2 separate regions of the Sus scrofa genome follow, and region 2 is linked to region 1. The links are chromatin contacts, called in public HiChIP or PLAC-seq maps. All regions are on one chromosome and are shown on one strand. The core of a region is the stretch at or near the end of the contact, and the rest is flanking DNA. Distances in the headings are between cores, read along the strand shown.

Region 1 (4,738 bases), core at 926-3,425:
ATGTCCTATATCTGATAAGGGCTGGTATTAGGGATGTAAAAAGAACACTTGTAATTCAACAATAAAAAGACAAATACTAAAAATGGATAATAGACCTCACTAAACATTTCTCCATGGAAGACATATAAATGGTCAGTAAAATACATATAAAGATGCTTCAGGTCATGAAGTCATTAAGACAAGTCCATCAAAATCTCAGTGGGATGCCACTGCACACATTAGGGTGGCTATTTTTTTTTTTTTAAGGCTTTCGAAAAGTGTTCACAAGGTGAAGAAATCAGCCCCTCACACATTGTTGGTGACGGCGTAAAATGTTGCAGCCACTTTGGAAAACAGTCTGGCAGTCAGTCAAACTGTCAACGTAGCGTTTCCGTTAGATCCAGCAATTCCACTCTTAGATATATACCCAAGAGAAATGAAAACATATGTCCAAACAAAAACTTGTACATGAATGTTCATGGCAATATTTTAAAAGAATAGCCCCAAAGTGGGAAAAAAACAGAATGTCCATCCAATAATGAGTGGATAAACAAAACACTGCACAGCCATAAAATAGACTATTACCCAGCCATAAAAATAAATGAAGTTCTGGAATGCCCTAAAACACGGATGCACCTTGAAAACAGTCTGCTAAGAGAAAGAAGCCAGAAACATGAATATAAAATGTCCAGAAAAGGCAAATCCACAGAGGGAAAAACTAGATTGGTATTTGCCAGGGGCTGAGGAGGGGCGGGGGAAGAAGCGTTACTGCTAAAGGGTAGGGAATCAAATTGTTTCTTTACAGTTTGAAAATATTTGAGAAATACATAATGGTGATTGTGAGTACACGGAACACTGCTACAGTGTACACTTTTTAAATGTGAATTTCATGGTATGTTTTAATCTCATTTAAAAAATGTATAAGAAAAGAAGACATAGCCATGAAATGGAGAAACAGACTTTATCACTACACTACACAAATATATATTTAAAAAGAGTACTTAGGGCTGGACATGGGCATATCTGGACATAAACTTTTTTTTTTGCAGTATAAGCACTCAGTTCCCGTATTTTGAGCCATCTTGATTTTGTAACAAAACCTGCAATGATATATATGTATTATATACTATTTTGCAAGGTAGTGATTTAGTAAAGCCAATGGCTCTTTAACAACCCCCAGTTACTTAGTTAGCAGTCATGACATCTCACCGAAAGGCTGTGAGCCTTCATCATAACAGGATTTGACATATTTGGGCGGCTCTTTCTATACTTTTCCTATCGGCTCATTTCAAACTTGCAACACACGAAACACTTTCGGGAAACGAGAACTCTTTTGTTCTCATTTTCTGCATGAGGAGCGCAGAAGACCCGAGCGCCAAAGGGTCATACCCAGGGGGTACTGAATCAATGATGGAGACAGTACCAGTCTCCCGATTCCCACGCTTGAGTTATTACCAAACTCGTGGAAGAGAGAGCCCACACACAGCAAACGTGTGCAGCCATTTACACATTTGGTGAGAACATTTTTTCCTGCTGACTTGGGAAATAAAAGTCAAGGCTGCTCGGCGGTTTCATTGCCGTGAAATCTTCTGTCAGCTTTATTTTTAAAGCCCTCCTTCTCTGAATGGTGTGAAGACCCTTCAGCAAGGTATCCGTTCTACTCGGTGAAACAGCATGCTCCCAGCACCACGTGACTCTAAAAAGATGGTTTTGACTCTGGGTGGTTCACAGATTGAAATGCATGAACACGCAGGCCAGGAATTTTGTGTATAGAGAACACGGAGGCAGATGGCGAAGTCATTGTGAGTAAAAAATAGGTCTGTTTCTCACACCGATTCCTTAACTGAGCCATTTGGGATCAAGGAGGAAACTGAAAACGGCCGGTGACGCCTGGCCCAGGCAGGTGGCACGCCACCCTGCGGTGACAAATAGGACATGGGCAGGGAAATCTCTGCCAGCCTGGAGCTGCGTCTTCAGAGGACTGGCGGCCGTTTCCAGCATCTCCAGTTTGCTCTGTGCCACCCAGACTCCCTTGGCTGTGTCATCGGAATCTCCGACTGGAGGCTGAATGAACGCAGCGTTTGTTTGCTGGTGACGCTGACATCATCCTGGGAGCTGAGAAAGCCACTCCGCCCTCAGTCAGAGGTGGAGGGTCCCTGGAGATCTGTTCTCATGACTCAGGCAGCTGCTCTGCGCACACAGCCTCTGGGGAAAGGCCTAGAAGTGTTTCCCTGCCAGGGCACCCTGCCCCCGCCACTCCTGCGTTGTTCTGATTTGGACCCAAGCAACTTCAACAACAACGGGAACCACATGTGGCCAAGAATTTGCTCTTTCTTCTGAAAATGAGGGTCTTTGGAGAGGCCCATGCAGCTTTCTCAGGCTGGGCTCGCGATTTGCTTTTACAGGGAACAGGATAATTTAGGAAACAAAGATAGAAGTCAGAGACGTAGAGAAGGAAGAAATAAAAGCCAGGCCACTCAGAATGGTGCGTGGGACCATTCATATACTAGTAGTGAAATCATGGGGTTTTTGTGCCTTTTTTTTTTAAGGGCAGCATCCACGGTATATGGAGGTTCCCAGGCTTGGGGTTGAATTGAAGCTGCAGCCACTGGCCTACGCCACAGCCACAGCCATGCCATATCTGAGTCTGCGACCTATACCACAGCTCACAGCAACACCGGATCCTTAACCCACTGAGCAAGGCCAGGGATCAAACCTGCGTCCTCATGGCTGCTAGTCAGATTTGGTCCTGCTGAACCATGATGGGAACTCCTTTTTGTGCCATTCTTAAATAGAAGTCAAATGATTTTATCTAAGCTTTTTCTGAAAAAAAAAAAAAAGACAGTTTGCTTCGGGTTAACTTTTTTTAAAAAAGAATTTATTTGTTTTCAGAGCAGTTTTAGGTTCACAGAAAAATTGAGGGGAGGGCACAGAGATTTCCCATACCCCCTCTGCACCCCCCACAGCCTCCCCACCATCAGCATCCCCACCACCAACATCCCCACCGTCAGCATCCCCACCATCAGCATCCCCACCCTCAGCATCCCCACCGTCAGCATCCCCACCGTCAGCATCCCCACATCAGCATCCCCACCACCAGCATCCCCACCATCAGCATCCCCACCATCAACATCCCCACCATCAGCATCCCCACCATCAGCATCCCCACCATCAGCATCCCCACATCAGCATCCCCACCATCAGTATCCCCACCATCAGCATCCCCACCGTCAGCATCCCCACCACCAGCATCCCCACCATCAGCAGCCCCACCATCAGCATCCCCACCATCAGCATCCCCACCATCAGCAGCCCCACCATCAGCATCTCCGCCATCAGCATCCCAACCGTCAGCATCCTCACATCAGCATCCCCACCATCAACGTCCCCACCATCAATATCTCCATAGATGGTACATCTGTTACAGCTGATGAACCTACAATGATGCATCATAATTATGCCAAGTTCATAGTTTACATTAGGGTTCACTCTTGGTGTTGTATCATCTGTGGGTTTGGACAGATGCATAATGACACCATTACAGTGTCATACATAGAAGTTCCTTTGCCCTAAAAATCCTCTGTTCTCCTCCTTTTCCTCCTTCCTCCACCCCTTAGCAATTCCTAATCCTTTTACTGTCTCCAAAGTTTTGCCTTTTCCAGAATGTCATAGAGTTGGGATAAAACATAAGCAGCCTTTTCAGATTGGCTTCTCAGGTTATCCTTTTGAAATTTTCAGTTCCTCAAACTCTTATTTTTTTTTTTTTTTTCTTTTTAGGGCCGCACCTGAGGCATATGGAGGTTCCCAGGCTAGGGGGTAAATCAGAGCTATAGCTGCTGGCCTACACCGCAGCTACACCAACACCAGAGCCGAGCCTCATCTGTGACCTACACCACAGCTCACGGCAACACTAGATCCTTAACTTACTGAGAGAGGCCAGGGACAGAATCTGAAACCTCACGGTTCCTAGTCGGCTTCTTTTCTGCTGCGCCACGACGGGAACTCCGAGTTCTTCAAACTGTTATGTGAAAAATTCAGGAAACAATGTGATGAAAATATAATTGAGAGACTTCCCATCCTTTAGCACTTGGTTACCGTAAAACTACATTTTGTCTTGAGAAGACATCTTTATAAGCCCCGGGGGTAGTTACAGAGAACCACAGGCATGAGCAACAGGCACCTGCTTGAATGCATCCATGTGTCACCATGTGGATACACGGAGAGACATTGAGAAAGAGTTGAAGGGAAGAAACCAAGGAAGAGGAGGTGCTAAATGGTTCCCCGGGAACTCCAATTTCCAGACTTTACCAAGACGGGGTCCTGGCACAGCTGTGCTCTTCACGCCCCGCTGTGTTCTCCAAGGAGCACAGGCTTCAATTTGCTTTATGTGCGGGAGTTCAAAGGCACTACAGCACATCGGCAAACGAAGTGGACGGGAGAGACAAGCAACAAGTCAGCCAGAGGCCGATAAGAGGGATGGGGCTGTTTAGCTGCAAAGGGGCCCGTTGGCAGGAGCTGGCGTTGGATTGGTGCGCTGGGGACCCTGTGAGGGAAGGAAACTTGAGCAGGAGGGGTTGTTCCGAGCCAGGGGTTCAGAGCAGAAAGAAAACAGGGGGTGCATGGTCCTGCCGGTGCTGATACAGGCAGAGAGGCTGGCGGGGCTCCCGGGGGCCCAGCCTGTGAGGTGACAGGTGGGACAGGGGCCCAGGAAGCTGTCCCTGGGAGCTGACCTGTTACGTGGCCACGGGGCCCCCTGATC
Region 2 (4,738 bases), core at 845-3,344, 460 kb after region 1:
TTTCTACCAAGACCTTAGGACTTCTCAGTGATGAAACTAAAATTCCTTCCCGCCCTGCTTTCTGCTCAGAGAAACCTTTACAGACACACGTGCGGAGGTTGCGCCTCACCCGCCCCATCTCACACAGTCTCCTGACAGTTGGAAGCAAAGAGCAGGGGCGATATTTGGTCACTTCCCCTCCCGCGGGTCAGTAGAACCCAGAGAGGTGGGAACGTGGTTGTCAGGGACGCTGCTCATCCCCAAGTTGCGCGGGGACCCGGGTGAAGACACAGCTTCAGAGGTTGCTCAGATGATCCCTTGTTGCTAAAAGCCTGGTGGAGGCCGTCTGGGTTACTTTGATTAAAGACTTGTCAACGCTGAAGAGTTTTCCTGAACGGGGCCTCTGAAAGCTGTGAAAGGTCACGGGCCAGAACCGAGAGAGGCTGATGATAGGGGCCCTGGGCAGCCTGCCCGAGACATTGGCTCCTGAAAAGCCCAGGGGGTCCCTGCGGGACACTGCCTGGCAGGCTGTGTGACCCCTGGGTTTGTCCCCCGCTTAAACCAGGGCTACCCAAATTCATTTTGCATCAAGAGTGGATAGACTGAGAGAGGAAAATGGTTTTAATTCCTCGGAAATAACCAGAAAACAGAACGTGGTCTCCGAGGAGAATTTTCTTCCTGGGCAGGCTTTCCTATTCCAAACTGTCAGAGCACCTGCAGGGCACTTGAGAGTTCCCGCAGAGCAGCACGAGACCCGGACGTATTTATGCCTCTATTTCTTTCTAATTGTTACTGCAGCACAGCCGATTTACAGCATTGTGTTATTTGCAGGTGTACAGAAAAGTGATTCATTGATGCGTATCTATGTGCATATATATTATTTTCCAGATTCTCTTCCATGATAGGTTATTACAAGATATTGAATATGGCTTCCTGGGCTGTGCAGTAGGTCCTGGCTGGTTATCTATTTTATATATAGTAGTAGTTGTATTTTTTTTTTTGTCTTTTTTTGTTGTTGTTGTTGTTGTTGTTGCTATTTCTTGGGCCGCTCCCGCGGCATATGGAGGTTCCCAGGCTAGGGGTCCAATCGGAGCTGTAGCCACCGGCCTACGCCAGAGCCACAGCAACGTGGGATCCGAGCCGCGTCTGCAACCTACACCACAGCTCACGGCAACGCCGGATCGTTAACCCACTGAGCAAGGGCAGGGACCGAACCCGCAACCTCATGGTTCCTAGTCGGATTCGTTAACCACTGCGCCACGACGGGAACTCCATTAGTAGTTGTATATTTTAATCCCAAATTCCTAATGCTTCCCTTCCCCAGCCCCTTTCCCCTTGGTAATCATAAGTTTATTTTCTGCATCTGTGTTTCTGTTCTGTAAATAAGTTCATTTGTATCATTTTTAAGAGTCCACATATTAGTGATAACATATATTTATCTTTCTCTGACTTAACCTCACGTGGTTTGATTTTCAGTTGCTCTCGTCTTCAAATATGTTCTCTATCACAAGCTTTTATTCACAAATTCTTTGCTGTAATAAAAACATTAGGATGGGTCTCCATGGAATTAATGAGACATTTTTAGTCATTGGAGAGAAAAATTCAATGGATGTTTTCCCACGTTCACTACTCAGAACCTTGGGTGAGGTCCAGGGTTTGAAATCTGAAACTTGAAAGTTCAAATTCTTTGTGGAATTTTCCTCTTGAAAATGTGTGTTACCTCCCCAGTTTTGAATCCTGGCCCCACGCTTCCTTTGTCCCCTGATGGACACGGTTCAGAATCCTTTTCAAAGATGTGCATTTAGAACTGCTCCCCACACGGCTGAGAAACGAGTCGAGGCAGCTATCAGTGAGCGTTAAAGATTACGGAGGATTCGCATAAGAGCCAAGACCCCGAGGGATGAGTTCGTTGTTACACTGCACACAGTAGAAACAGTTGGAGTCAGGGACTGAGACTGGGGGGGGGGGTGATTAAGGAGAAACAGGACGCAAAGAAGCTCCTCTGGAAGAGGGGTGCTCTTGGCAGAGAGACTGCCTCCGGGGGCCAGGAGAGACAGGCCGCAATGAACTTGGGGTCTGCGCTGGACCCGGGGCATCCCTGAGTGGGTTGGGAGCTGGCTAGAGAGGCTTAAGCCTCGGGACGTGTCATCACTCTGTTTTCGTTTCGAAGGGCTGGCTGTGGGCTCCGTGCTGAGGACAAGCTGGTGGTGGAGCGTGTGGGGAGGGAGCAAAGCCAGAAGGACGGGAAGGGCCACGCAGCAATTCAGGGCCCCGTGAGGGCCTGTCCACCACCCAGCACCCAGCCAGGGATGCAGAGGGGCTGGGGTCCAGGGAGCCGCTGGGGAGAACAGAAGCTGGGGCGTGTGAGGAGAGGAAGTCACAGGGAACCCCAAGGAACGGGCGGGGGTGGGGGAGCTCTCATTTCCTGAGAAGTTTGGAAATTGGGGTGTTTTCCAAAATTGTGTGTTTGAGAGGCTAATCTGGTAACCCAGGGAACTGCAGAGCAGACAGTGAGTTCTGAGCCTCTGGGCTGTTTGTGTGGACTTGGAAGTCTGCAGGGCATTGGGTGTGTGTGTGTGTGTGTGTGTGTGCGTGTGCACGCGCAGCACTTAAAGCTACAGCGTCACCAAAGGAAAGCATCCCAGGACTGAGCCCAGGATGTTCCAGATGAAAAGGAGCAAGGGCTACAGGCAAGGGCCAGGGTACCCGGGGCCAGGAACGGACACATCCTCAGGAAGAAGACGTGCCCTCTGTGCCTGATACCAGTGACGGTCAGGGGAAGTGATGGATGGGGACACAGCGGGGACGGTGACCCCAGCGGGGCTGTTAGGAGAAGCCTGCTCTGGCGGCTCCTACAAGCATCCCCCAGGGAACCGTGAAGAACAAAAACAGACAATGGTCAGTGGAGGAAAATTAAGCAGCGTGACAAACTGAGAAAAGAAACGAAAGTGTCATAAAAAACGCGCGTGTGAAGGGACTTGGGCAGGAGGGCCCTGCAGGGTGGCCTCGGAGCTGTCCTTGGATTTGGCAGGTACAGCGCGATTTTATAGGGAGAGGGAGCCAAGCTGTGCTGGGATAAGGGGCAGCCAGCCTACCTCTAGACGTCTGGTACCTGAAGAAAGGAAGATTGGGAAGGGTCATGGCTCTGACCTCCAAATATCTCGGGTTGTATCTTACCCAGACACATGCCTTTTCATGTTTTAACAGCTCTGAAAACAGAAGGCATCTTGGCAATTGATGGCAGTTTTCAGTGTTTATTGGCAGCATTTTTTTCTTTCATTCTCTGTGGCTCATAATGTTACGGTACATTTTACGATCCATGTTGCTTAGATTTCATAAAACATGGGCACAGAATGAATGACTAAGCCAAGGAGAAAGAAGAGTGTAAATGGACATAAAGATGCAAGAGAAGGACGTGGGAAGAGATGGTTTGAGCAGCTTCGTCACCCAGGAAATGCCTGTCCAGGGAGTGAGGGAAGATCATTGATGGGCCAGAATGATTTTTTTTTTTTTTAATGGCCAAACCCACAGCATATAGAAGTTCCCAGGCCAGGGACTGAATCTGAGCCCCAGCTGCAACAATGCCGGATCCTTGACCCAGGGTGCAGGGTGCAGGGTGCAGGGTTGGGGATTGAACCCATGCCTCTGCAGTGATTAGATCCTTTTTATTCTCTTTTTTCCCCCATTTTTGGCCACCCCTCGGCATATCGAGTTCCCCAACCAGGACTCACATCTGAGCCACATCTGTGACCTAAGCCGCAGCTTCAGGATCAGGATCCTTAACCCACTGTGCAGGGCCGGGGATCGAACCTGGGTCTCAGCGCTCCTGAGATTCTGCGGTCTGGATTGTGCCACAGCGGGAGCTCCCAGAGCAGATTTTTAATTGGATTCCTGTGTTCCCGGCTAGGAGGACAGAGGTCAGGGTAGTGCGGGGCAGAGTCGGGGCCTGGCGGAAGGATGGAGCAGCCCGTGTGCTCAGTGCGGGGGAGGACAGTGAGGGGACACAGTGCCTTTTTGGGAAGGGGCATTTCTGAGGGAATCATCTCTCCGAGGCCCGGGCTTGTCACCTGAGTGTCTCCGAGGAGCGAGAGGAAGTGGATCTTTTGCTTAGTCCTTGTTTCAAGGGCCAGGAAAGAGAAGTGGTCAAATAAAGTTCATGCAGATGGTAAACGGCAGAATTTGAACTTGACCCTGGATCTCTCTCAATCCAAAGCTAGTGGCCTTTTGACCAGACAATATTGCCTCCCATGAATGAGGGTCCAGCATGGCCCAGCCCCACTCCCCCGCTTGTGTGAATACGGAGGCCGAAGCTACCAGGGGAACCAGGACGAAAACCGTGCTGGGTTCCTGCCAGCGGGATACCGGCATAATCGGAGCTTCCAAAGGGCGAGTTAGTGGGATGTTAAATATTAAAAGGACCATCCTGTGCTCTTTCAGCGGGAAATAGTTCTCATTTACAGGTCACCGAAGCCAGCCACACTCACGTGTAACGTTCGCCCGAGTCAGTGAGCATTTCTCTTAAAGACCCACCGAAGCAGGTTCTGCGTGCTTATGTTTTCTGGCTTATAATTTCTACGTTTTGTGAAGTACTCATATTCCTGTGTAAATAATGGTCAGATCCTGTGGGCGGTCCCTCGTGTGACGCCTCGGTCCCCACGGTCACTCGGCACACGGGACACACCTCTGATCACGGGCTCCTCGCGACTCCGCTCGGGGTGCGTGGGCCGCGGGCTTCTCTCCGGGACTCGTCCCCGCGGAG

Evidence for each region. HiChIP or PLAC-seq counts read pairs in DNA pulled down with a chosen protein or histone mark.
Region 2: an H3K27ac HiChIP or PLAC-seq map of skeletal muscle shows a contact between it and region 1. The contact joins two enhancer-like sites. A contact is called at or near these places in 5 of 47 Hi-C or Micro-C datasets (embryonic fibroblasts, liver, mesenteric adipose tissue and 2 more) and 2 of 2 datasets of contacts at active chromatin or transcription factors (alveolar macrophages and skeletal muscle).

What each region holds. Positions count from the first base shown.
Region 1 is chr10:65,808,861-65,813,598 of Sscrofa11.1, forward strand. No RefSeq gene overlaps it. Among named protein-coding and RNA genes, the nearest start is that of AKR1E2, 120 kb to the left of the region's middle. Within about 2 kb of position 2,176, at least 16 of the 83 cell types and tissues checked have an H3K27ac peak or open chromatin away from gene starts, as enhancers often do. A contact at or near this core is called in skeletal muscle, where this site is marked.
Region 2 is chr10:66,273,372-66,278,109 of Sscrofa11.1, forward strand. No RefSeq gene overlaps it. Among named protein-coding and RNA genes, the nearest start is that of KLF6, 210 kb to the right of the region's middle. Within about 2 kb of position 2,095, at least 34 of the 83 cell types and tissues checked have an H3K27ac peak or open chromatin away from gene starts, as enhancers often do. A contact at or near this core is called in skeletal muscle, where this site is marked.